Regions from separate parts of the Sus scrofa genome. Here region 1 is linked to region 2. Evidence: chromatin contacts called from public Hi-C data. All regions are on one chromosome and are shown on one strand. Each heading gives the region's core, a stretch centred on a gene start, on an enhancer-like site or on the middle of the called end of the contact. The rest is flanking DNA. Distances are from core to core; before and after follow the strand shown.

The links. Hi-C and Micro-C count contacts between places; a contact is called where the count stands out from the background.
Region 1: a contact with region 2 is called in a Hi-C map of retroperitoneal adipose tissue, with 1.7 times the contacts expected there. The contact joins two enhancer-like sites. A contact is called at or near these places in 1 of 5 promoter capture datasets (liver), 18 of 47 Hi-C or Micro-C datasets (alveolar macrophages, brain, embryonic fibroblasts and 9 more) and 1 of 2 datasets of contacts at active chromatin or transcription factors (skeletal muscle).

Annotation. Positions count from the first base shown.
Region 1 is chr14:88,162,481-88,169,642 of Sscrofa11.1, forward strand. No RefSeq gene overlaps it. Among named protein-coding and RNA genes, the nearest start is that of GPRIN2, 7.1 kb to the left of the region's middle. Within about 2 kb of position 4,416, at least 7 of the 83 cell types and tissues checked have an H3K27ac peak or open chromatin away from gene starts, as enhancers often do. A contact at or near this core is called in retroperitoneal adipose tissue, where this site is marked.
Region 2 is chr14:88,122,555-88,128,919 of Sscrofa11.1, forward strand. LOC100625711 (synaptotagmin-15) reads right to left here. Exons shown (of 8, transcript XM_003359269.4): 5 at 5,480-5,650; 6 at 4,781-4,901; 7 at 3,651-3,830; 8 at 1,278-2,740. The coding sequence ends at 2,598. Among named protein-coding and RNA genes, the nearest start is that of GPRIN2, 33 kb to the right of the region's middle. Within about 2 kb of position 4,052, at least 4 of the 83 cell types and tissues checked have an H3K27ac peak or open chromatin away from gene starts, as enhancers often do. A contact at or near this core is called in retroperitoneal adipose tissue, where this site is marked.

The DNA.
Region 1 (7,162 bases), core at 3,166-5,665, 40 kb after region 2:
ACAGGGGCACCAAGAACTCCAGTGGTGGGAACCTGAGGAGAGGGGTGATGAGCTGGGGTAGGGAGAGTACCTTCACACAGACCAGAGCTGTTCAGGGTCTTGGGGACACGGTGGGGCTGGACAGGGGGAGGGCGCACCAGGCAGGGAGAACAGCCTGACCAGAGCCCTGGAGGTGTCTTCCTGCCTGGGCCAGGGTGAGTCACTGCAGCGCAGGCTGTGTTGGGGTGTTTGTCGGGTTGGGAGGCTGGCAATGGGGTCCTGATTGTGAGATTCCTAGTGTGACTGAGGAAAGCTGTGGAAGTAGGAGCTGCGGAAGCCGGGATGGAGCCAGATTTCATTTAAGAAACAGCCCTTTGGCTGTCATGAGAAGAGACTTGTGTAGAAGAGGTGGCAGGCAGGAGCCTGGCAGGACATGGTGTGTGGGAGCCACAGGGGGACCACTGGGGGGAGATGGAGGGGCAGCTGGGGGCCAGGTGCATACACACTCATGGTTGCGTGGTGGGTTTGGGAAGGAGGAAGAGTTCCAGGAAGCTGCAGTTTCCAGTCTGAGCAAAGGAGATGAGGCCACCACCTGGGACACGGGGAGGCAGTGGGAGGTCAGGAGGGGGAGGTGAAGGGCCACGCTTTGGCTGGGACCAGTGAAACCTTTCATGAGGAGACTCCTCTGTCCTATGCAAATTGTCACGACTTCATTCACTGCTTGCCACTTCCCGGCTGCACCTGGTACCAACATGGCAGACTGGGCTGCACCCCAACTGGGAAAGGTTAGCCTAGCTGCCCACCCACCTCATCATGACCAAGATAAAGATTTGCAGGGTGATGCTGGAATCCAACCCAGCCTGTGTCCAGCCTTGGGGCTGTGCCTGGTTGGCACCTCCAGAATACAACCCCCCACCCCCACCACCAGTTAAGCTTGCCACCCCAAACAGCAGAAATGGAGTCCTTGGGCTCACTAGGCCATGAGCAGATGCAGCTTAATTTCTGAATTCAACCTGGAGACCCGCCCCCAACCTCCTCCTTGGTCAGGCCTGACTAGCAGGGGTTTAGGGGCCCAAGACGTGGCCACCAGTTTTGTTTATAGATCTCTTCCTTTCAGATTCCCGATTTCTTTTTTTGTTTTTTTTTGTTTGTTTGTTTTGTTTTTGCTTTTTAGGGCCACACTTGTGGCATATGGAAGTTTCCAGGCTAAGGGTTGAATGAGCTCTATAGCTGCCGGCCTACACCGCAGCTCACGGCAATGCTGGATCCTTAACCCACTGAGCACGGCCAGGGATTGAACCTGCAACCTCATGGTTCCTAGTCGGATTCGTTTCCACTGCACCACAACGGGATCTCCAGACTCCAGATTTCTGACCAGACTTTCTGGGACCCCTTCAGCCTGGCTCAGGGAGGTGGTGGAGTTTATTATTTGCATGTTTAGTTTTGAATTTGAAATAAAGTATTGGAGGTGAGAGCTTTGCCAGGGAAGGGTCCAGTTGGTCGTGGCTGGTCTTATTTTGTTCTATTCTGGTAGATTCTGTCCTTTGGAGCATCCCCCAGATTCCTGGAGCTCCCTGCCCAGGCAGGAAACCCTCCCCTCTTCTCCAGGGACTTTCTCTTCTGTCCAGCAGCTCTCCTGCTGGGCCATCTGGGCCTCCAATAGCTGAAGCCCGGCTCTCTAGAGCTTGTCACTTGTGGACCTTTCCAGGACACAGGGCCTGCCTCTCCTGTCCAAGCCTAGGCTGCCATCACTCTTCCAGGGATCACCAGTCCCTGTGGGAGAGAAGCTCTTCCTGCCAGAGTGTCAGCTACTGCTGGTCTGAGGTCACAATGTCGGGGAGGGTGGAAAAGCAGAGAAAGGCCCTTTCACACAGTGATATCACCTCCGGAGCTGGATTGGGTCTCCATCCCCTGTACGTTGGATTATCTCACAGGGGGCTTGTGGGGTCTTCCCAATGCAGATCCCAATACTTAAGATATGGAGGGGGCACTGAAGCTTAGTGGTCTAAATCTTGAGTTTGAATCCTGTTTCTCATCTATAAACGCAAGATCTTAGACAAGTCACTAACTTGGCTGATCCTCAACTTCCTTGTCTGTAAAATGGGGATGACAGTGGTTCCTCCCTCTTCGGGCTTGCTGTGGGGCGTGAATGACGTAACCCACCTCAGGTGAAGGTGCCTGGCACTGAGTTAGCACCCAGCACGACTGCTGTTGTTGGGTACCACCTCCACAGCCACCAGCAGGCTAGCTCTTGCCCTGCCGGCTTGGCACTTCTTAAGGCCCACGTTGTTTCCTGAACCCTTCCTCACTCAGCGCCTCTTTCCAGGTCCTTCACCCTCTGCCTTGAACCCTGCCTGGGTCACGTGTGCTCTGGCTCTGGTCCTCAGAAACCCTGATTCCCAGAGCCAAGGTAAGGAGACCATCCCATCTCTCACCACCAGCCTGTAACAGGCTCCCTAGGAGCTTTTGTCTGCTTCCCTACATCTCTCCCCAGAAAAGACACAGTGCTTGTCCTCAGCGTGGTGCACGCACCGTGGAAGCAGCGGGGAGCTGTAGGCCCTGCACCCACTGCTCTTGGTGCTCTTTCTTCTCCACCCCCTACTTCTCTATGGTTTCAGCTTCCCCCCTCTTCTCTTTTTCTGACTCATGTCCTCTTTGTCCCCAGAAACCTTTTTTTGTTTTGTTTTATTAGAGTATAGTTAAGGTACAATGTTGTGATAATTTCTGCTGTACAACAGTGATTCCATTATATACGTACAGACCTCCAGTCTTTATTGTTATTACTATTTTTTGCTTTTTAGGGCCACACATGCAGCATATGGAAGTTCCCAGGCTTGGGGTTGAATCAGAGCTGTAGCCGCCGGCCTACACCTCAGCCACAGCCATGTAGGATCCGAGCCTCATCTGCGACCTACACCACAGCTGGCGGCAATGCCGGATCCTTAACCCACTGAGCAAGGCCAGGGATCGAACCCGCATCCTCTTGGATCCTATTCAGGCTCATTACCACTGAGCCACATGGGAACTCCCCAGACATCCATTCTTTTTCAGATTCTTTGCCATATATTTGATCACTGAGTATCAGGTAAAGTGCCCTGTGCTACACAGCAGGTCCTGCTAGAAAGCTTCTGCAGCTCACTGCCCCTCCCCCTGCTTCCATCCTTTTCTGCCAAGGCTCCACGCTGCCTTAGCCCTCCTGCTCCAGACAGCAGTCTCTCCTTGTGGTCAAGGTCTTGGCATTCCTGATTCCCATGTATCTAGGCCCCTCCTCTTCATCTGTCCTACAAACCAAAGCATCTGCGCTTGCCAGATAGCTTCTGAGCCTCTCCCTGGAGAAGGAGGCCTTCCTGGGACTCCCTGGGGTTGCTTTGTCAGGTTGTTTCCATTGCTTTTGCCCGAAAAGAGAAATCAGTGGTGAGTGATCCTGCTGGGTGAGCAAAGAGGCTTTGATCCAGCTAGAAGGGCACACTGTCAGTCCTTTATTAGCCCTGGCTTGGCTTGTAATTAGTTTGAGGCATGGCCTGGCCTCGATAGGGACACACCATGCTGTCTAGTCTCTGTTTCCCTCCTGTGTGGGGCTGGACTTGTGTCTAGAAGCCAGGGCTGGGGGCAGGGGAAGGAGACTCCTGAAAAGACTTCAGAGATGCTGAGAAGGCGCCCACTGAGAACGCCTGAGCTTGACTCACAGAAGGAGCCTCTGTTGGGGCTGGAATTTTCCATGGCTCAACAAAGAACTACACCTGGGGTGCTGGAGTCCAGCTGGGAGGGGTGGAATTGCCCCTCACCCCAGGCCCACTCGGCCCCTCCCCTTTAGCCTGCCTCACCCTCTCTGTTGGTGTCTCAGTTTTAGTTGTCAAGGGTCTGGGAAGGTAGTGGCCAAGGGCACTACTCTGTATGCAGGCTCTGTGGACACTGTTTCATTTTCTTTCCTTTCAGACTTGAGGGAATTCAGGGAGAGCAGAAGGGGCTTCTTGAGAAGATTTCAACCGAACTCCCTTCTCCCCTGATACAATCCCCTGGGCCCCCCACAGCCTCTTCCATGGTCACACCACTGGGCTAGAGAAGGGGGAGGCAGGATCCAGCAGGGCGGTGGTTCCAGAGGGGCTGGGACCCAGAGCGCTGGGCGCTACTGGAGGCACCAGGAACTCTGCCTGAGACTTGCTGAGGGCAGGACAACTAGGAGGGAGGCTGGATCCTAACTTTATTTGAATTTCTGGTATTTGATCGCTTCTTTTTAGGATTAATTTTGATTTAAAAATATTGCATGAAAATATGAGTTATCTTGATTACCGAGTCTTTTGCCGGCCCCTTCCATTTTGCACCTAGTCCCTTCCTGGCCTCCTCTTAGGCGTCCTAGGTCCCTTGTGGTTACGGAATTGGGGCTGGGAAGCCCCCTTTCCTCCTCCCGCCCCCTCTCCATGAACTGGGGAATGCTGGATGGCACTGGGAAGGGGAGGTCTGTCAGGGGCTTCGGGGAGATTGACAGCGACTGCAGGGGGCGTCGGCCCCTCGTGGGAGGTTGAATCGGTCAAGGGCTTCGGTAAGGGGCTGGTTCCCAGGCTGCGCAGCCCCGCCGGAGAGGCCCGGGCGCCCTCTAGTGGCCGCCGCGTCGCCCTCCAGATGCACCTGCAGGCGCCGGCTGAGCTATTGTAACCCGGTCTGGCACGAGCGGACTCCCTCGGGTCCCACCGAGGGCAGGAGAGACAGGGCGGGGCAGGGGAATGGCAGTCACGACCATATTCGGTCCCTGTGCCTTTCCCTCCCCGCCTCCCGCCACTCCCGGAAAATTCCAGAGGGGAGGAAAGAGACGAAGGGGGTGGAGGGGGTGGAATCCAGGCAAGGCGAAGAGGTGGGTGTGGGGTGCGGTTCTGGTACCAGAAAGGGGAGGGGGGGGCAATTTCGGACTTTGAAAGGCAAGACAGCCTCCATGGGCATATATCTTTGACTCCAAAAGCAAGTTACACATGCCATGGGGGCTGGGGTAGGGGCCTTGTCTTGTAACCCTTCTTTGGCTGCCTTTGCCTTTAAACTCACCTAGAGCCTCTAAATGTGCCCTGTGGACCTACCCCATGAGGGTCCTCTTCCTGGGCCTTGGGAGAGCAGGTGTGCTCTGCCAGGAGTGTGCCTCTGCTCACGGGGGACTGATCCTGTCTAGCAGAGGGAGAATGGGGGGCAGTGGGCTTGAGGAGGAGGCATGAGTTAGAGTTGACTGTCAGAGAGGGACTGGGGCCTAAAGTTCACTGCAGTGGGGAGCTTGTTCTGAGGGGCTTTCCCTCCATCACTCCTTACCTGGCATGATTTCCACTGGCTCTGTTGGCACCTAAGGCTGCCTGGGTGTGCCAGGGGTGATGGCAGCTAAGAGAGAGGTGAAAGGAGAGCCTGTTCTTTGCAGCTCTTTGAGCAGGAGGGCTGGAGAAAGCCTCTCAACTGAAGTGTGGCTGCGGGGTGTGCCTGGGGTTGAAAGAGAGAGTAGAACTTGCACGGGGACAGGCTTTTCCTCTTTAATGGGGGAAGGGGAGTGCGTGTGTCCAGGACAAGCACTCCTCTCTCCGTTTTCTTTTTGCTTTTTAGGGCTGTACCCGTGGCATATGGAGGTTCCCAGGCTAGGGGTCGAATCAGAGCTATAGCTGCCAGCCTACGCCACAGCCACAGCAACACCAGATCCAAGCCATGTCTTCCACCTACACCACAGCTCCCAGCAACATCTGATCCTTAACCCACTGAGCAAGGCCAGGGATCAAACCCACATCCCCATGGATACTAGTTGGATTCGTTTCCACTGCACCACAATGGGAACTCTCACAGATATGTGTATGTATGTATATATAAAATGGCCTCACCCATGGCATGTGGAAGTCCCCCGGGCCAGGGAATGCATCCAAGCTGCAGCTGCAACCTACACCACAGCTGTGGCAACACCATATCCTTTAACCCACTGTACCAGGCCAAGGACCAAACCCATGCTTTTGCAGCAACCCAAGCCAATGTAGCTGGCTTCTTAACCCACTGTGCCACAGTGGGAATTCCCACGTATTTTTTGTTTACATTTTCTTAGACAATTTTTTAAGAGCACTTTTAGGGTCACAGCAGAATTGAGAGGAAGGTACAGAGATTTCCCATTTGCCTCCTGTCCCCACACAAGCACAGCCTCCCCCGTTACCAGAACCCCACCAGAGTGTACATTTGTGACAATTGATGAACCTACATTTGACATAGTCTTTATTACCCAAAGACTACTGTCTACATGAGTGTCTCCTGTTGGTGGCCATGGGCATCTTGACCTTCTCAACCCTTAGAGGGGCTGCCACCCAGGTGGCTCCCATCCAGGACCCTACAGCAGCTGCTGTACCTGAGAGTGTGTGCCAGGTAGACAACGCATGTGCTCGGCTGGCCAGCCTGCCCTGACCCGACCTCTGGAATCAAGGCTGGGAGGAGAAAAGCATTTTCCTTCTGCTTCTTGCTGGGACTGCAGCCTCCTCTGGCATCTCCACGCTGGCTTCCATCATTGATCTGACCAAAGTCTTGTGGCCTTGTCTACATTCCACTTGTGCCCTCGAGACACAAGCAGCCTGGTGGGCCAAGCCTGCAGGGGTCCTTGATTTCTGTATCCATGCTGAGTGGTTGCTGGGCTCAGGTGGGGCTCCCCCACATTCCATTTTGGTAGGTGCCATAGAAGAGTGAAGGCTGACCCCCTTTGGTGGAGCACCCACTGTGTGCCAGGCAGTGGGCTCCAGACAAGCAGAGGTGAGAGCTCTGTGGGGCATCCTCCCCATCAGAAGCACAGCGAGAGGGGCGAGTAGCTGGGTGAGAGTGCAAGGTGATGAGCTGCCCTGCTGCATGACAACCCAGAGCATTCTGCCTCCAAAGCCAGGCTTCTCTGGGGCCACCAGTCCACTTATAAGCCTTGAGCCATAACAGAAAGTGCAAGAGGCTTCTGATTTCCTAAGGTGCCATTTCTGCTATCATGGCATTTTTTTTTTTTTTTTTTTTTTTTGTCCTTCTGCCTTTTCTAGGGCTGCTTCCACGGCATATGGAGATTCCCAGGCTAGGGGTCTAATCAGAGCTGTAGCCGCCAGCCTACACCACAGCCACAGCAATGCCTGATCGGAGCTGAGTCTGCAACCTACACCACAGCTCACAGCAACGCCAGATCCTTAACCCACTGAGCAAGGCCAGGGATTGA
Region 2 (6,365 bases), core at 2,802-5,301:
CGTGTTTTTTTGTTTGTTTGTTTTTTGCATATGGAAGTTCCTAGGCTAAGGATCAAGTTGGAGCTACAGCTGCCAACCTACACCACAGCCACAGCAACGCCAGGTCCAAGCCGTGTCTGTGACCTACACCACAGCTCACAGCCACTTGGGATCCTTAACCCACTGAGCAAGGGCAGGGATCAAACCTGCAACCTCATGGTTCCTAGTCGGATTCGTTTCAGCTGAGCCATGATGGGAAATCCAAAAAAATTTTTATTATAGTTGATTTACAATGTTCTGTCAATTTTTGCTGTACAGCAAAGTGACCCAGTTAATACACATATATACATTATTTTTCTCGTATCTTCCATCATGTTCCATCACAAGCGACTGGATATAGTTCCCATGCTATACAGTAGGACCTCATTGCTTATCCATTCTTTTTTTTTTTTTTGCTTATCCATTCTAAACATAATAGTTTGCATCTACTAACCCCAAACTCCCAGTCCATCCCACTACCCCTCCCCTTGGCAATTACTAGTCTGTTTTCCATGTCTATGAGTCTATTTCTGTTCTGTAGATAGGTTCATCTGTGCCATATTTTAGATTCCACATATAAGTGACATCATATGGTATTTATCCTTCTCTTTCTGACTTACTTCACTTAGTGTGAGAATCTCTAGTTCCATCCATGTTGCTGCACATGGCATTATTTTGTTCTTTTTTTAAGGCTAAGTAGTATTCCATTGTGTATATTTACCACATCTTCTTAATCCATTCATCTGTCAATGGACATTTAGGTTGTTTCCATGTCTTGCCTATTGCAAATAGTGCTGCAGTGAACATACGGGTGCATATATCTTTTTTCTTGAAGGTTTTTTTTTTTAACTTAATGAATTTTATTACATTTATCATTGTACAATGATGCATGCATCTTTTTGAATGAAAGTTTTGTCCAGATTTGTGGTCAAGAGTGGGAGTGCTGGATCATATGGTAGTTCTATATTTAGTTTTCTGAGGTACCTCCATACTGTTTTCCATAGATCTTTGTACCAATTCACATTCCCACCAACAGTGTAGAAAGGTTCCCTTTTCTCCACACCCTCTCCAGCATTTGTCATTTGTAGACTTATTAATGATGGCCATTCTGACTGATATGAGGCGGCAGCTCACTATAGTTTTGATTTGCATTTCTCTAACAATTAGTGATGTTGAACATTTTTTCATGTGTCTGTTGGCCATCCGCATGTCTTCTTTGGAGAAATGTCTATTTAGGTCTTTTACCCATTTTTTTCATTTGGGTTGTTGGTTTTTTTTTTGCTGTTGAGTTGTATGACTTGTTTGTATATTTTGGAGATTAAGCCCTTGTTGGTTGCATCATTTACAACTATTTTCTCCTGTTCTGTAGGTTGTCTAAGTGTTGTTTTAATTAACAGTAACTGGGCTTGAATCTGCCAGTTCAGTAGCATTTGGGTGAAAATACAAACTGCCTGGTAAGTGACAGTGACAAGCCCATGGGCTCCCAGGACCCTGAGTGCATCTGCATGGGGAGTTGATGACGGTGGTTTCAGAACCTCTATCTTAATGAAGTTAACACCGATGCCTACCATAATGCAGTAACCGTAATGGAATTGCTAGATTTGCAGGAAAAGCTCTCAGTCCTGTGGGCTATGCTTTGGCCATGTGCTTTCACCATTTCTTACCCAAAGTGAGAGCCCCCGGAGCTGAATGCTGTTAAACAGGGGAACCACAGAAACTGGTAGCAGACCACCTATCAAACCAACTGTGTGAGGCCTTGGATTCAGGGGAGGGTGAGCTGCAGGCAAGACTTGACATGACATGGGACAGGATTAGACACAGCCCTGGGGAGGGACCTAACACAGAGGTGAGCTCTTCCTTGCCTAGCATTGGGAGCGGGTACTGAGAACCTGTCCACCACTTGGTACTGGGCAGGCTGCTCATGGCCACAGATCCTCTCACAGTCATGATTCCAGGTACCTTCCCTCCTGAACTGCAGGCACACTGTGTTGCCTGGGCAGCCTGGGACTGTTCCAGACCTACACTTCCACCTAGTTCTCAGACTGAGCTCTTTATTGTGGACCAACTGAAATATCCCCTGCTCCCCCTCCCATTATTTCTCCCAGAGCAGCCTGCTTTCTTCACAAGGCAGAAGGCAGAGAAACCACAGCAGAAAAACAGTGTAGGCTGAGCATCAACACATCATCAGCTTTCCAAGTTTACCCGGCACTTCCACGCAGATGACACAGCTACACTATCACTGAATAGAATATTTCTGCCGCGTGTGTGAGATTCTGGTCCAGACTGTGATGGTGATAACCAGGAGCCAGGATTCTCAGCCCAGGCAGCCCAGTGGGTATAGAAGGACAGAGTGAGTCAGAGGGCTCTCAGGCTGGGGAGATGCTAACCACTAGCCATACCGCTGCCCCACCCGGGGCTCTTTTTCCCCTCTTCTCTCCTGCACATCAGCATTCATGTTCCCCCAGCTCGGGCTGGCCCCACAGCCCAATGAGATGCTGGATGTAGCGTTCAGGCCTGTGGCTGTCAGGCATGGCTATGGGAAGAGGCCTCCCGGAGCAGACCTGAGGGTCCCACCTAAGTCAAAGCTCGGTGGTACAGCAGAGCGCATGCCAGCGCCTCACCAGCTCCTTGGGTTTGCTGAGCATCTCGTTCCAGTGCTCCAGCTCTTTGCCGCGGGCGTACATGTAGGGGCCCACCACCACCCGGCCCAGCTCATGGCTCCCTGCGGGGGAGGAGAACACTGTCACCCTCTGGAGCACAGAAGCCACACCCTCAGCCATCCCCAGCCCTTCCCTCTCTCATTCCTCCCCTCGAAGGAAGTGGCCAGGCCCCCTGCCCTTTAATCAGAACTGACAGCCTCCAAAGAAATTCTGACTTTGCTCTGGACCTGGAGCTGGAGCTGGTGGTAAAAGGGAGTCCAAACGGAGAGCCTGCTCTTCGGGGGCACCCACTCTGCCCCCACCCTCCTGAAGGGCCATCAAACCTGCCTCACATCAAATGGCTGAGGAAGGAAGGGGGGCCCCCAGAATGAAGCCCTCTTCCATCAGAAGGCTTGTACATTCAGGGGGCACATTCAGCAATAGTTTTAACCCACCAGCTACCACAGTGGAGAAGGGTCTTAAGCTCTGGCTGATGAGACCAGCTGGCTGGACAGCTCTGCCTCAGTGACAATGGACACCGGGGTGGGGCGGGGGGAGGGTGCATGTGGGAGAGCTGGCTGGGATACACACCCTCTCATCCACTCTGAACCTTACTCAGGACCCTCAAAGCTCATACACAATGCAGGGCACATAATGACCCATGGTACCAGGTCACTTGGCCAGTGGCAGGTAGCCATGTTGCCTCCCAGCCTCTCTGGTGACTTGCCCAAGATGGGGTAGCAGAGAGCATCCTGTAACCTTTCTGGGGTGCTGCAGATGGTCAAACTGGAAAATGCTGGGTGTGAATCCCAGCTCTCTCACTAGCAAGCTCTGTGTCCTTGAGCAAATACCTCAGCCTCTCTGAGCACTAGTTTCCTTAAGCAGAGATCAGAAACCATACAACCTCCTCCAAAGGATCCAAGCTTCCCGAATGCATGCAGCCCCTGGTTTGCCCGGCACCCCAACAGCCTGGGGGTGAGGGAGCAGCCTTACTGTCCTCTCCGGTGCTCTGCAGCACTGTCAGGCTGAGGCTGGCAGTGTCCAGCTCGGCAGGGTCGACCCTGAAGCTGAAGGTCTCACTGTACACAGGGCTGGCGGAGCCCAGCACAGCTGAGGTCTTTTTGCTCTTGACAAACTTGTTGTGGTTCATCAGAGACACTTTGACAAACACACCTGAGGGGCAGTGCAGACCATGGGTTGGGAAGGCACACAGGGAGGGCATGCAGGGTTGAGGTCGGGCTTGGGGGCCGCATGCCCCGCCTGGGCGCCAGGACCTCATTACTCAACAGCTGCTACAGCCAAAGGGCGTTACAAGAGGAAACTGGGTTGATTAGTGTTCTGCTTACAGCCGAGGAAACGCTCAGCACCCTTCTCTTCCTTTGCCTCCTGAACCACCCACGGCTTGGCTGGCCCTTGTAACTTGAGCCTGGCACCACTCACCCGTCCCTCCTCTTCAGGGGGGCGGGCCCTGCCTGCTGGCGGCTCAGGCTTCCTGGGTCCCTTAAACCTCCTCCAGAGGCCAAGTGTTTTTTTTGTGGGGGGTGCTTAGATGGGTTTTGGACCCACAACGGGAAGGGTGAATCCCAGCTTGCTTACAGGGACCCAGCTGCAGAGACACACGGGGGTTAGACAACCACCACCTTGCTGGGGGTCCACGGCGGGGGTGGAACGTGTGAGGCAAGCCAGAGCAGGGCCTCCGCTCCTCCAGCTCCAGGAGTCCAGTCCAGTGTCAAGTTCCACATGCAGGGGTGTCCCTTGTCTCCTCCCCCCAGGGGCAGGGAGGCACAGGACCTCACCCTTGAGGAACCAGAACCTTCCCAGAAGAGTGGGGGTGGAGGCAGGCAGCGCAGTTGAGGAGCTAAGGCACTACTTGTGAAAAGGGAGGGGCACAGTTGGTCCCAGAGGCCTTAGGGGTCTTGAGGTCAAAGGGATGCAGCCTTGGGGGTCAAAACAAGGAAGCAGCTCCTCATACAACTGTGCAGAGAGGGAGGGTGTGGCCTGGGAGGAATGGATGCTCAGGGCAGCCATATCCTAGCAGAAACTGGATGGCCAGGGGTGAGGGCCAGACTCCAGCTCCAGGCCCTGAGCTCGCAGGGTGGCCCTGTCCCAAGAGGAAAACTTACTGACAAAACTCATGTCCTCCTGGAGCCGGAGGCCCTTGGCTCGCAGCACGACCACGGTGAGGCGGTTCAGGCAGTCGTTGTAGCTGAGGCAGAACTGGAGGTCGCCAAACTCTGAGGGAGGCTGGGGAGACCGAGAGGAAAGCACCCAGTCACCCTGGCAGGTGCTGGAGGAGCCAGGCCTTCTCCCTTTCTCTCTGCAGCCAGGCCCAAGGAGCTACATTTCACAGCCACACTCCCTCCTTGAAGCTCATCCCCCATTTCACAGAAGGGGAGACAGGCCCGGGGAGTTGAGGGGCCCACTGAAGAGTGCACTGTAGTAATGACCAGAGCTGGGGATTCAAGCCCAGGTGTGGGGGATTCCAAGGCCTATTCAGAGCCACCCAGACCCCCACTGGGGTTTGAGGGACTTGGCTGGTCCATGTATGGTGTTGCCTTTCACAGCAGTCTGATTTGGATGGGAATCAAAATGTGGGTTTTTCAGGATGCTCCAGGTAATCTGACCTCCAGGCCAAAAGAGCTGCAGGTGGCTCTCCCTGTTGGGCTCCACGCACCCCCTCAGCCCATGCCTCTCTAGTCACACTTGTAGGGGTGGTGGTACGCTGAGGATTGACGCTGGCCAGCAGGTACTGGGCCACACCAGCTGGAGGTCCATGGTAGTGTGACACACAGTAGCACATGTCTGGTGACCTTGACCTTTACCTCCAGGCTCTCGGCCTCCAGGTCTCTCCAGATGATGCGCTGGCAGTCGCCCGCCAGGATTTCTTTCTTCAGGGGGAACAGCACCTGGCCCAGGAGCTGGTGCTTCCTCTGCTTGTCCACGTGGTACACTGAGAACCTCAGCACCCTCTGGGTGACACTCTTGCTGGACACCTGGGGGAGATGAGGGCCAGGTTGGGGTCAGGGGACGGAATGATGTGCTATGTTGTTCCAGACACAGGATCTTTCCATGAGGGGTGTCTCAACCAGGGACCTGCACACACCAGGCATCTACAGGGGACCCTTTGCTGAAGTGGGGCCAGTATCCTGGGGAGGTAGGAAGGGGTGTCAGACCCTGCCATGCAGAGTGTGGTCTGAGGACCAGCAGCACCCACTACCCGTGGGACCCTGTTAGAAATGCAGGACCCTGAGTCCCCATTCAGACCCATGAAGCAGAATCTACCATTTAACAGGGCGGCCAAGTGATCTGCTTACATGTGAAAGTGTGAGAGGACCCCACACTGGAGCCCAGGGAAACTGCCTATCTCTGCTGATTGGGTACTGAACAATTCTCTCCTTGAGACTCAGTCTCCTCACCTGTAAAATGGGCTAATGGTTCTTACTCTCTAGGTTCTAAAACTCCAATCACAGGATCTGACCTACAGCAAATGGTTAATTACTACGATTTTCTTTTCTTCCTCTTCTCCTTCTCCTTCCCCCTTAAAGCACAGAGAGGCCAGGACCAAGTTGGTACAGTAATACGACAGGGAAGTGACGGGTGAAGAAAAATAAGTATGCGAGCACGATGTGTGGCTTGGCTAGTCAGCAAGGCTGCCGCTTTGGATCTTGATGTCCCCGAGAGGAGCAGGTTCACCTGTGAATTCTCACA